Regions from separate parts of the Oryzias latipes genome. Here region 1 is linked to region 2. Evidence: chromatin contacts called from public Hi-C data. All regions are on one chromosome and are shown on one strand. The core of a region is the stretch at or near the end of the contact, and the rest is flanking DNA. Distances in the headings are between cores, read along the strand shown. Region 1 overlaps robo1 (roundabout homolog 1). Region 2 overlaps robo1 (roundabout homolog 1).

Evidence for each region. Hi-C and Micro-C count contacts between places; a contact is called where the count stands out from the background.
Region 1: a contact with region 2 is called in a Hi-C map of fibroblasts, with 1.8 times the contacts expected there. The contact joins two enhancer-like sites. A contact is called at or near these places in 2 of 5 Hi-C or Micro-C datasets (fibroblasts and gastrula embryo).

The regions. Positions count from the first base shown.
Region 1 is chr13:9,469,684-9,476,829 of ASM223467v1, reverse strand. The region is part of intron 3 of robo1 (roundabout homolog 1); the gene reads left to right. Among protein-coding and RNA genes, the nearest start is that of robo1, 110 kb to the left of the region's middle. Within about 2 kb of position 2,854, at least 6 of the 8 cell types and tissues checked have an H3K27ac peak or open chromatin away from gene starts, as enhancers often do.
Region 2 is chr13:9,378,416-9,385,448 of ASM223467v1, reverse strand. robo1 (roundabout homolog 1) reads left to right here. Exons shown (of 32, transcript XM_023961823.1): 5 at 4,100-4,257. Among protein-coding and RNA genes, the nearest start is that of robo1, 200 kb to the left of the region's middle. Within about 2 kb of position 1,503, at least 4 of the 8 cell types and tissues checked have an H3K27ac peak or open chromatin away from gene starts, as enhancers often do.

The DNA of each region.
Region 1 (7,146 bases), core at 1,605-4,104, 90 kb before region 2:
TTATTTGTATAGCACATTGAGATGACTTTATTTGAGACTAGAAAAAAAAATCTAGGAATTGAACTTTTTATTTATTTGAAGGCCTTAAACCAAAAAGACCTTTGCCCTTTCAAACTTGTGATGACTTGCTTAATGCCACCTTGCTTTGTCTCAAGGTGGTAAATTGATGCCTCTATCCGTCATGTCTTGCCCTGTTATCAGGTGATCTGTCCTCCCTCTGTTCACTAAATGCTTGTTATCTCCTCTCCAACTGCTCGTCAGAGCTCACACTCTTCCTCAGAGGTACTATTCAGGCAAGGGCAAGACTCAGCCCGGTGGGATAAGGGTTTCTAGGATATGTATTCACAAGAATGACGTAGCTTCAAAGCATATATTGGGCTTATCTTTTAAAGTTTATACCCACGTTGGTTTACAATCTTTGGGGTGAATATATCCGGCACAATGGAGGATGTTAGGTGATTCACATACTGATAAAAATGTGGGCAGTGGGAGTGGTGCCTCTGTTATCAGGCCCAGCACCAAGCCGTGCAGGTCATGACAAATTGACTCATAAGTGCTGATAAATTGCAGAGGGCTTCCACCTCCTACATCACAGCGATGTGACAAGATGCAGCAGGTTCACAGCCAATTAGTGACCAGAAAGTGCAGGTGAGAGCTGACAGTCCTTATGTCTCATGTCATTCGAAAACATATTTCTGATCTGCTTCCCTCCTTAAAAATCAGTCACATTTAACCAACTTTAATCATCTCCTGACCTTGTGAGACAGGACGTTTTCCTGGTTCTGTCAATTCTTTATTTCAGCTGAGAAATCTCACACCTGTGTGAGGCAACAGTTTCATTAAGGCTTTATAGCCACAACTTCCACTAATGCGCATTAATCAGATCTTAATCCGAACGAGTTAGGGTTTTACACCGAAGGATCCGGGATTAGGCAGACTTTGGCTTAGTGGAACCACAAGGAGGAATGTCCTGTTCCTGTTTGCAGGAGCTGCAGCTAAAGTCCTAATTGACTGACAAGATAAACATTTCAGAGCAGTTAGTTGAAGGGCAGATAAATTAGGCGCAGACTCTTGATGATCTGCTTTTCTCCATTGGCTCTTCCTTTAATGGCGTGCAAGCACAGTTTAATTGGATTAATTAACAAATCCGTCGGATGGCAGTAGTTTGTAATTTGCCGTGGCTGCAGTTCAACTGATTTGCTCTTCTGTGAGAAGAATTAAGAGGAACTGAGATAATTTCATTACAACCCAGGGTCTTTTGTCTAAACCTCTTGATATTTTAGGAAATTTCCTGCGAAATCTATTGCTATCACACCCTCTGCAGTTTTTGGCATGTGGATAGATAATCTACAGAAGTGATTGACGGCACCACACTTTTAAGATTCGATGCAGATTTTTTCTTTTTCTCTAGAATATTATTTATTATCCTAAAAACAAGTACCATCAAACACTGAACAGATAATAACTATAATGAGCAATGTACAAAATATAAAAAAATTCTTTCAAAATCACCTACTCATGCTGTGTTATATTGTTGCTAAGGGTAACACACAACTTGCAGCTCTTCTGATCACGTGACTGATGGAGCAGTTCAAAATGTTGTGGGCGTTTTGGCACCAAACACTGGGATAACTCAATTAATAACCAAAAACATCAAGAAATGACACACTAAAGCCTCGTTTCCATTGAGCAATACGGTACGCTCTTGTCCGGTCCGGTTTAGAATGGTCCAGGCAGTTTAGATGAGGGTTTCCTCTTAAAGTTGGACCATCATAGGGTATGCAGGGTGAAATTACAATAACAACAACAACAATTGAGGTCATCCAGCAACTTATTTTACACTTGACTTTTGGTACTGTATGCAAGACATTTAATGTTGTTTGAGAAAACATTGCAGGCAACGAAGAGGAAGACAGGCACTTTCTTTGTTGTAATGACAATGGTTTCAACAGTATTTCCACCCTAACCTGTCGGTTTCATTTTTCTATGGACCTACAACCAAAGGGGACTCAAAAATGGTACAGTTCGGTCCAGCTTAATGGGTCCATTTTATAATGGAAACGCTCAAAATACTCAGCGGAAAATAAGGCTTTATATTCCAATATAATTATTAGTAATCAATATTTTAAGAGGACTTGATACCAAAATTGGTGAGGGACGTGTATCAATACTTTGACACCTTGGTATCAATTCTCCCATCACTAATCGACACTAGAATTAGCCTTAAACTTTGAAACCCTTTCCATTGACTGGTACTTGATGGCTGTTTCATGTCCAGGATGGACCAGTGTAGTTAACACATTTTCTTCTGACAGCTCACATGGAGGATAAACACTCCCTTATCCTGCCATGGGTAGAAGTGATGAATGATGCTTTCTAATTGGAAGGTGTTGTCTGGTTTTTGTCCCAAATTCCAAATGGAACATTTGAAAGATCCTAAACTTTTCATTGTTATAAAAAATTAAGAGAATTTTCACCTTTTCTTGCACAAACATCTATTGTATTCCACACTTTTTGTAATCGTTTTCATTCTATTGGTGGTGTACCTATGAAGCCACTAATATAGATGTGAGCAAAGAGGAAAGCAGCATCGTGGGTTTTGGTTTGTGTGGGGTAAATCAGAGAAAGCTTAAGGAATCTCTTGATCTTCTTACCAGCCCCCGCACCCCCTTCCATTTTTTTAAGACTTGCCTTTTTGTGACTGGTCAGCACAGATCTTTCTTAAATAAAGCAGGTCGACATGCAGAAAAAAGCCTGTGGGGTTGGGGAGGCTGTATTGTGCTGCATTAACAGGACAATTGTAAGGCAGGGAACGGGGGGGAGGGGAGCAGAAAGGTTCAGCGGAGGCAGGGTGGGTTGTGTGAGAAGGAGTGCTGAAGGGAGGAGTGCGCCTACACAAAGGCTACCCCAGGGGTGTGGAGCGGGGGAGGTAAAGAGAGGATGTAGGGGAGGATAGAGGAGTCAAACATACCATGATACACCAGCTCAGGGAATACTTTTGATCTGGCTCCTGCGCTCATATTGCATATTGTTACTCGTCCCTGGTGACATAAAATGTGCTGATTGGAGTGATTGTGGTGAAAAAACCTGTACTGTTGGGTTTTTCTTTTGGAGGGTGGACATCTGGGGAGAGGCGAAGCTGATTTTAAGAAGTGCTGAGTAAATGAAAGATGCTTCCAAGGCCCAGCGTGGCTTTGAGGGCTCAGTCGGGAATGACCAGCATCCCTCAAGTGTCTAAAAACTGCATGCTCAGGAGCTCTTCCAGGGCTTGCCCCAGATCTGGAGTTTGGTCCTGCGGTAAACTGTGCTTCCATGGGGTGTTCTGCCTTGTGCATTTTAAAAAGGCTCAGACCGCCCTCCCTTTCATTTTCTCCACTGGGGAGACTGAGAGATGGCATTGAGGACTGCCTTTCCCCGCATCCTTCTTTTCTTTCTCACCCCCTGAGTCCGGACCCCTTTCCAGCCTCTGGGACCATTCTATTACCCTCTCATTTTAGCTCCTGGATGCACTTTTGAAATGCTAAAACTCTCTTTGGTTATAACTGACAAGGGAAAATACCTTTCAAATAACTCGATTAAATTAGCAGTTAAAGGAAAAAAAGCCAGAAACAATATTTGCTTTTATAATTTTACTTCCATGATATTTCTTTTTCACTTACGGCACTTTTTGCCTTGGGGAATTCTTTTTCTAAAGTGTCTCCTCTTTCAGAGCTGCATCAGCACCTTTAATCTAGCCCTAACAGGGAGTAAAAGGGATGGGGGGGGGGGGGGGGGGGGGGGGGGGGCAAGGGTAATTCTGTCAGACAAAAGACGGTGATAAAAGTAGGAGGGTCGAAGTCTATTTAAGGGGAAAGCACTGGAAACCATAATTAATGAGAGAGTGACCTTGAAATTCACTATTACAGGCCTGCATTTGGAGCCCCCACCATTTAGCTGTAACCATGGTGAAGAGACTTCACAGACCTGGGTGATTTTTTTCCAACATGTAAATGCATGGCTACTTTGAGTTGAGGGATTAAACATAATCCTGCTCTATTATCAGGCTTACCTACTTACTGGTGCTGTAAATCTGATGTCACCACGGATATTAATACATGAAAGTCCAAAGTTATTTGTCAGACGCTTTTTTGCAGATGCAGTATGGCATAGCAGTCTGCAAACATGGTTTAAAATGTCTGAAACACCTCTGGATATTCATTTTTAACACAAATGCTTGAACTTTTCCAGGTCTGAAATGCTTAGAGAGCAGTTTTTGTTCTTCAATGTTTCTGTTTCCCTTTAGAAAAACTGTTGTCTCCATTTGTAGTATCACCAGGTTCATTCTCACACTAGCACTATGAACACTTCCAATGAAAAGTCTATGTAAATGCTCGTTTTGGACGTTTAAAATTTCAAAAGTTAGTAAAACTTAGTAAATTATTTAGTAAATTAGTAAAACGTTTTTGGGCTGTATGTACAAGACATTAAAAGTCAAACCAGGTTGAGTTTTGACCAATGAGGGACTCAAATTTGGAAGGGACGCATGGATGGTGTCCCTTTTAATTAAGGGAAGTGCCAATTGTTTGAATATTGATCATGGAGGAGAAATCAACAATTCCAGTTTGTTTTCTTTCAATAGAGCTTTGAAAGAAAACAAACTGGAGCAAGATTCACAAGATTTGCACCACTTTGACATTTTACGCTTAGTCTCTTCCAGCTGTAGGTGGGGGACATGTGCTAGTAAACAGTCGAAAAAGAAGAAGAAGAAGAAGCCCCTGCCTTCTTGTCCAGTGTGAACACTATTAGCTAAACGCGGGTTCAAGAATACACGTACGCCACATGCCCATAGTGAATGAAGCTTCAGTTGGAAGTTTCACATTTTAGACTATTAACATTAGCTTAAAAACACAAATTACCCTTCATTATCCACAAGACAAAGAAATAAGATTGATACAAATATGTTGGAATTATGGCATCTCTTTCACATTTTTAATATGCTTGGCTTTCTGGGTAGCCAGTGCTTTAATCCAATCCTTTTTTTGGGTTAAATTTTGCATTATTCAATGGAGATTTTAGATGTTTGTTTTTTTTATTTTCCTTTTTTCCTTTCAGGCTTATGTTATCCTCCTGAAAGACACTGATGTATTTTATTTACAAACCACATTCTGAAAATCATCTTTGTTCTGGCAGCTTCACACGTGATCACTTTTTCCAAGAAAAGAAAAAGAAAGACGTCCAGACAATTCCGTATCGCTGGAAAGAAGAATTATTTGAAAACAGTTTAGAGAGCTAATTGTGATTCAGATGTGTTGTCTCGTGTTTCTCCACGTTATCACTGTCTCCAGGTTTCTTTAGATGCTCCATCGTCTGACACGAGTGAGATATGATGTGAGATATCTAAAAATGGCATACGAAAATTAGGGTAGTGGGTAAGATGCATTTGCATTTTTATTCTCAAAGCAGAAGGAAGCTGTGTTTTGGGTAGAGGTGTGTATGTACCTGAACAGTTAATGGGTTATAAGGGGAGGACATGGTAAGTGGGTGCTGGAAAGCAGACAGCCCAGTGAGCAGTTGTCTGCAGAAGGAAATTTCTTTTTAATGCCAGTCTGGGCACAGTCTCCCCTCTGTGTATGTCTAGAAAAAGGTTTCTTGGCAGACTTTGCCCCTTCATTAGTTTTGACCAAATATTTACTGCTCATTGCATGGCAGGCCTTACATTCCCATTTAATTTTTCCAGGCCAGATTCTGAATAGTTTGGGGCGATTTGTGTTCCATTTGGCTGGACTTGGACCACGGCCCTGTCAGCAGGCCCATGCTGGAGTCATTTTGCCACATGGCTCCACAGAGTCCTAACCTACACTGTGGGAGCTAAGTTTCACTTTAATACCTCAGCAGCTACAGAATATGCACTCCTATACTAGTTTGCAAGCACTCCTAACAGAACCTGAGATGTGTTTACCATTCATAACCGGAAGGTCACCGAAAGGGAATCAGACTGGAGAACTCAGAAATAAACGTCATAGCCTCTACCGGATGCTGCAAAGGAAAATCCCTTTTAACACCCTGCTGTCTGAGATTTGCCTCATAATATGAGTTTGGATGGACATTTAGAACAACCTGTATTTAGGCAGTTAAGGGGTCCTATACAACCTTGGCCCAACACTGGACCCAGGTCACTCCTGCTATCAAATAAATAACATTTTAAAAGCATTAGATGCTCTTTAGACACATTTGCCCCTGCCTGCTTTCGCGTCACAGTTGAGCTCAGCTTTTTCTTGGCTGCCAGCCCACATGCTGCTCTCTCTGTGGCTTGCCTGTGCCAACTGAGTGTGCTGCTGGTTTCTCTAATTCCCTCGCTGCCCCTCAGCCCCTCCTTCACCTTACCTCTACTTCCCACTAGACTTCATAACCTTCCTTGATGGAACAGAAATAAGCCATTTAAGAGGAAGACGTTGTAAAGACTTGACAACCGTACTGCATTGTTGTTGACTGCAAAAAACTGAGTAGAATACAATTCAAATTTGACAGTTGTGCTGAGTTTGTATTGCCCTTCTTTAAAGTCCCATTCCGATCATCTTTTGATCTATTTTCAAAGCATTCCCTGGTGGTCTTTCAATTGCCATTTTAAGGCAAAATAATAAAAAAAAACTGTGGTTTTCTAGGGCATAGTTTCTGCAGAGCAGCAGTAGTTAATCAGAAACTCATAATTTAAATAAAGAAACACTTAGTATTATTCTTAATTTTCTTTACATATGTGCTTCATCATGGGGAAACATGTTAAAAACACCAAAAACCTTTTTTTTATTGGATTGAGTCTCTATATGAAATGTATGACCTCAAATAAACATGTATTTGGCTTTTAAAAGTCTATTCAAATTATTTTCTTCCATATATAACTTTATTATTTCCCCTCCCAAAAATAAACTACAGTATTCTCACTGTGGAAACAATAAATCTACCTTGTATTTAATTACCCTCATTTCTGCTGTCTTGCTGTTGTTGAAAGGCTTTGTAAATCACTAAAACTGCATTGGTCAGACCTCATTACAAGTTAAAATGCAGGAAAAAACGAAAACAAGAGGTACCGGTAATTGCAGACGCTCACTCCCCTGTGCTTCATTTCTGAAATCCTCCGCCATGCTCACAGCATTGGCCATGTTACACAAA
Region 2 (7,033 bases), core at 254-2,753:
CGCTGGGCTGTGTGTCTCTGTGGGATTGCCTCCATGTGCATTCTGATAAACCTTTAATTCCCTTGTGGGTCTGTTCTTGCATCCTTGCATAGGTTTGAGGAGAGCTTGTTTTACTTTGTTTCATTTCCTCAGAACAAAGCTCATCTGATCTTCCCATCCTGACTTGTGTGTGGCATTAGGTCTTCGTTTTCATTAATATCGGAGGGGCAGCACAGGAATCTCATTTTAATTTGACATTTAAACATCTGTTTTCAATTTCCTGAGGGAAAGTCTGCCTGTGTTTGTTAGAGTGTATGTGAATGGAGGATAGCTTGTGCTTGTGATGAATGTGTGCATTTTTCACCAAGCTACTTTCTCCAGTAACCTTTAATGCGACGTACACACCAGGGATATGATGTACGTTCAAGAATGGGCTGAACACACTTTTAGCATATGGCGTTCACACTGGACTGTTGCCATGCGATACTGACGGATGTACTCACAGTTGGGAGAGGCTTGGTGCAAAATGTCAAAGTGGTGCAAATCTTGGGAATTGAACTCCAGGCTTTTCTCTTTCGCAGCTCTAATCCGATAAATGAAAGAGTCTGTGTCAAATAATTCTAGCTGGACACATTTATTGACTTCTCCTTCATGATCAATTTCTTAATGGTTAATACTTCCATATTTTGAAACAGACACTATCCATACATCACTACCAAGTCCGAGTACCTGACTGGTCAAAGTTTAACTGGTTCAACTTTAAAGGCATTTTTTGTATGTAGAGCCCGAAAATGGACTATGAAACTTGTGTAGCAACACGTGAATGCAATCATTTTTAACACGGAGGCCTGAACATGCATCTATGCATTTTTTACATAGACTTCTCATTGGAAGTGTTTTTTTTTGAACGCGCATTTCCGAGCCTGGTGTAAACATAGCGTAAGAGGTGTCTTGGATCTTGATGGCAGCTTATTATGTTACTGGCAGAACAGTTACAATACTTCTGTGGACCTTGAGAGGGATCGTAGTACATCTAGTCTGGAGAGTTGGATCTTGGCAGAGCCCAACACTTGTTGGAGACCCCGATCTACTTCTCTCTTCTGATGAATTTGCTTTCTTTTGCACAGTCAGCTGTTTTTTATTCCTCTTGGATAAACAACAGCTACGCAAGATAATAGGTGTTTTGTTCTGACACTCCAGAAAAGAGGAAATTCAGAGCAGGACAGATCCCTTTACCTTGACAATGCACACTTCTATTTGTCCAAGTCCGGATTTCCGCCCTGTTCCATCCCATTATCAACATTTTTGAGCAAATCCAGAATGGACAAAGAGGCGTCTTCATGCTGGGACCTGTGACTTTGGCTCATTTCCACATATTAGGCTACAAAATGAAAATCTTGTTCAACACACACAAATACACACACACACACACGCACACACACACACACCCACACACACACACACACACACACACACAAAGAGTTTGGCCTCACTGTTAATAGCCCAGGAAATATTATCTTCTAGGGGACAGCTGCAGCCCCACTGGAGAGACAGAATGGTAGAGTAGCCTCATTATCCCAAACCCAGATAGAGACCGCATCGCACATGCACACTTTCAGCAAAGAAGACAACGTGAAAACCTTTTTTTCTGGATTTTAGCTCCCAAAATGGGAACAGCAAAAGCAATCAAGAGCTTATGTAGCATAAAGAAAGGAGCAAGAATGGATGTTAAAGAAGGGGGGAGCCAGGAAAAACCAGCCCTGCCACAACTCCGGATCTAACAAGGCTTCTGGCAAAAGAGTCAGTCTTAAAACCCTTTCAGATCTGGGTCCGTTTGTCGGTCTGACAGACTGTCTGGCTGCGTCTGTCTCCTCTCCTGCCTCCATCCCAGAGGAATTTGTTTTCCTGTACGCAGATGTTCAGGGCTGTCTGCTGGGCTGCACTCAGCTGTGTTTATAACAAGGAGGTGTTGGTTTGGAGAAGAAGAGAGGGCAGTGAGGTGGGGGAGTGAGTGCTGGAGGTCCTTGTGGTGTAAACACTTGACGATGCCAGCTTCTCCTCAGGCCTTTATCAAGTCGATACTGCGTCTCTTTCCAGCTACACTACTTTTGCTTTGCATTTTATTTTCTATAGGGACAAATACACGGGGTGGTGGGCTAAAAATAATTCAGAGACTGGCAGGGGTTCCGAGACCCCACAGAGAAGAGACGGTGCAAAATTAATGTCACACTTAAAGTTACTGCGCTCACTCACCCATGCATATATTGCAGATGCTGCAAAAGCCCACACACTTCTTTTATTATTTTGTTCAGTGTTTGGCTCACTTTGATTCTAAAGGCTGACCAGCAGAAATCCTCTTCAGAACACATTGGCTTAATCTCTTTATGCAAGGATAGAGTTTTGAAGTATGCACTCTAATGAAACGGATGTTTGGTGTTTACATTTGCATTCCTGAATGATTTGATCTGTTGTAACCAAACTACACGAATTCACCACACAGCTGCACTGTTAGGAGGGAGCAGAATGAGAGGGTTTTTAGGGCATTTTCAACTTCAGTAGTGTGAGTCATAAAAAAGGATTGTGGATCACCAAGAAACATTTTTGAGAAATATTGTCCTTTGAGAAGGTGAGATTGACCAGCAAAGGTCCTCAAAAGCTATTATATAGAGTTGTGAGCAGGGCTGAGTAAGCCGCCTCCTACCCATCATCCATCTGTTTACAACCTCTCCCACTAGCTTACAGCCCTTCACAATCCCCAACCTGACATTATCTGTACAACAAAATTGTCGAACAATGTTGGAACTATCCAGCTGTTTTGAGCCAGATGCCAGCTCAGATGAGGAAAACATAGATGTACACGGATCTAGCCGTCTACAAGCGAATGCTTCAGTATAGAGTGAAGCTTGTGGCTACACGCTTTTTTAAACAACATTTTTGCGTCTACTTTGATACACAACAATTTGAATAAAGAAATACTCAGAAAGGCACTTTTAAGCTGTTCTTTACATATGTCCTACATCATCAGAGAACATGTTTAAAAACACCACTTTCATTGGAGTGCGTCTTTAAAGATACATTAAAAAAGTATATATTGACAATATTTTTTTTCTTTTATTCCTTAAAAGAATAAAATCTATTTGTAATGAAATTCTGCTTGAATGGGGCTCCCATTTGTAGCCTAATTTCTGTTTTTATGTGTAAGAGGATGTGGAAATGTTTTTCTGCGACATTGCTTGCTGAAGAAGGGCTTGCTGCTTTTTCATGACTTTCTCTCCTCTCAGTAAATATCCAGTTTACCACTGCAGATGTGAACTTCACAGATATGCTGTTCCTCAGCCATCAGAAAGTGAGGAAGCTTTGATCTTCTCTGCCACGGCTACCATAAAGCATTATTATCAATGTGATATTCTGAAGAGACTGGTTGGTAGTTAGGTAGGTTATCCGAATCTGCACTCAGCAGCACTCATGGAAATTGCTGAGTGTCTCATTTTCTGTCTATTGTGCTCTTAAATGTGGTATCACTAGATGTGAAAAATAGCAGAGAGGGGGCTCTTGTATCTTATTATTAACAACCCAAGGCTGTGTCATCTTTTATTTTAAACACATCCAGCGAGGAAAGTCGATGCATATAAGAGTCATATCATTTCCTCGCGGTGACATGGATGGCAGGTTGGGTCTAATGTAGATTTGCGAGCGTGTCGAGGCAAAACGGGTGCATGAGCGCAAGGTGATGTAAATATGAAGTGTCAAGGAGAAATGAAGAAGTGATGATGGAGAGGTGATGAACGGTCTCTGAATGTCTGAGTGTGTGTATTACCATGCTGTGTGGTTTCGTCAACAAAAAGGAAGGTCATAGTTGGTAATATTGATAACCTGGACATGAATTCATCACTGCTGATAATCTGTAAGTTTATTTGGACTGAAGCTGTTATTTGCCCAGTTTCGAGTGTCTCACCACTACGACTTTTTTTTGTCAGCATTACACGAGGTAATTAGAAGCCACATGTTTTTAGTTTTATTAGCTATCAGAACTGACTGCTGCTCGTCGTTTTTTCCCTCCGTTTTCTGATTACAGCTGAAGCACACGTTAATAATACCTGTGTTTTGTGGTTTCTTGCAGTTCTACGCGATGACTTCAGACAAAACCCTGCTGATGTGATGGTGGCAGCTGGAGAACCCGCAGTCCTGGAGTGCCAGCCCCCTCGTGGACATCCTGAACCCACAATATCATGGAAAAAAGACGGAGTGAATATTGATGACAGAGATGAAAGGATCACTGTACGTATATAAAACACGGGTTCTTCCACACGCTTTCAACGTATTTTGGTGTTTGAATTCAGATCAAATCATCAGTAACGGTATATGTTTTTCAATCTAAAACTGCTGTATGAAGCTGCTTGGTATGTAGCAAACAAATCAAACATGACTTCAAAGGCTTTAACAAGTACGTTTGGCTTATTTCTTGCTTCATTAGTCAGCAGTAATGTATTGATCATGAATGGACTGTTGATGAGATCACCAAGCAGAAGATTATCCTAAGAAAGGAAATCGAGCTGACCAGAGTAAACTGGAGAAAGTTGCATACAGCAGCATTTCCAGAACCTAAGCAACTATCTAAACTTGATTTACAACCAGCATAGCCAGCACTACTGTATCAATTAGGGTCACATGCATGCTCACAATGGACTAGTATAGAGTTCAGGGTTTCAGCAAAACATAAGGTTTGATTTGTGCTACTTTTCCCTTTATGAATAAAATGATTATGCTGAAAGAACATTTTACTAGTTATATTCAACTAGAACTAGAATATAGCGTTTTAGTTGAAAAAAAGAACAGCATACAAATTAGTTAGAGAAAAGTGTCTTACTTTCTTGTTATTATGAGCATCTAAACATTTACCAAAATAATGATCTCTTGTTGAGGAAAGAAATTCATTATTTTGTCTTTCATAAATTCATTTTTTTAATGAATGAAGGAATTTCAATATATATAAAACAGTATTATTATTATTATAAAAAATAATACAATATACTGGCAAAAAGGGTTAAAATATACACATGTATGAATAGTTATTTGTCACTCAAAAGCAAAGTTTTTATTATTATTAATATTAATAATACAAAATTAAAAATCTTTATTTCTTAATAGCGAAAATCAAAACTAGCATCCAATTGTGTCTGTCAAAGAATAATTTTTGTCCAAAAAAATAAAAATACTAGAATTAAACTACTGCTGCTCATCACCCTGAGGAAATGTATGAAACAATTTTTCAATTGCCCATAATGTTGTAAATTGCAGAAGATTTTTTTACACGTTTTTTTTACTATTATTTTTTCTGGCAAGTTTATCTCCCCGGGTCAAACAACCCAGTGCTAGGTTTTGATATTTGTTTTTATTTCATTTTCCAAGTTCCTAATGTACTTCCTTGTAGAGGCGTTGTTATACCCTGGAGAAGTTTTGTGGAACTAAAAAAAACCTCTGAACAGCTGTTTTTTCTCACTGTAAACTTCTTTTCAAACACAGAGCTGAGTGTTCCCTAATGGGGGATTTAAAAGTTATGCTTGACGTCATGAGCAACCACCTAAATGAGCTACCACTCTGACAGATGGGAGTCTCCGTGGTGTCCTCTGGATTTCCATGCTAATAGAATTTGGACTGTCTTGGGACGGGGTCCTGAGTGTTGTTTGTATTATATTATGTTTAGTGAGTGAATAAAGAAATGCAGGGATAAACTTCTAATCTAATGAACAGCTGAGCTCTCTGAAGGCCAGCTTGCATTGTGATATTTGGCTGAACTTATTCCTGCTTTGATGTAAAATGCTGAAACATGCAGTTACCTTGGCAATCACACTGGTCTCCCAAACCACCTGCAGCCTAGTTTTATGTCTTTTGTCTTGTTTCGGACTACAAAAGCTTTCACGTTAGAAAGATAACCCTTTATAACCATATCTTATATGATACATGCATTTCTTAGCTCTTCTATCTTATTAACATGCTTAAAGCTTTCCTTACAAGCCCATATATATATATATATATATATATATATATATATATATATATATACACCTTGGTCCATGTTTTCTGCCCTGTAGTTCATTATTATTCCACTAGGGGCAGTAGAAGGGCTTTTCCTGCTCAAATGGGTGCTTTCGTGAAATCTCAAAAGCACTTTTGGTGGGAAAAGTTTTGCCAATTTTCAGAATTTTATACTGAGAACAACTTATCTATTTGCGTATTTTTAATGACTTGCTGCATTAAGAGAATGTATTGGTATTTATTCATTTTTTATAACACAGTTTCACTATGCTTAACATGTTATTTTCAAAATTAAGGTATTGGGTAAATAAAGTGATTTTTTTCCCCCCTTAACACCCCCTATCAATATGTTTCCATCTTAAACTAAAATTGTTGTGAGAAAAAACTCACCAAGTCACCTAACATACCATAATTAATACTTTCTAGGCTAATTATCATAAAAAAATGATAGGCTTATTATAAAAATGTTTGTTTTATAGTTCATCAAAGGGTTAAAAAAATCATCTTCATTCCAATTATTTTTAATTTTCTATCCATTCTTTGATGCAATGGGTTTTACGGCGTTAACCCTAAAAAAAAAAACTTTAGAAAAACAATTGTTGAACTTGCAAAGGAAGGCTTACAAGTCAAAATTTTCTGTATTTTATTTTTCCATTTCAGTTGGAATTCTCATAAACACCGGTAGCATGCTGTGTGCCTTTTCAAAGATTATTTGTGTTTTCATGCTGAGCGGGTTTGAAACGGGGGGGCCACCTTTTAACGTCATGGTTCTTATTTTCAACTCTGTGTTTCCACTTATCTTTCAAAGATTATCAGAGGAGCACAAACAAATTAAAAAAGAAAATTCCAGTATTCAAACCAACGTCTGCTTCGAGCAGGAAGGACAAATGACCAAAATGCACCACATTGTCTCTTTCCTTTTGTGTAGTAGTTGTGGTTAATTATCAGCTTGGAAACTGAATGCTGTGTGAATACCAACAGCATTGATGGTAAATGGGGGGTTTTGCATTATCAGCAA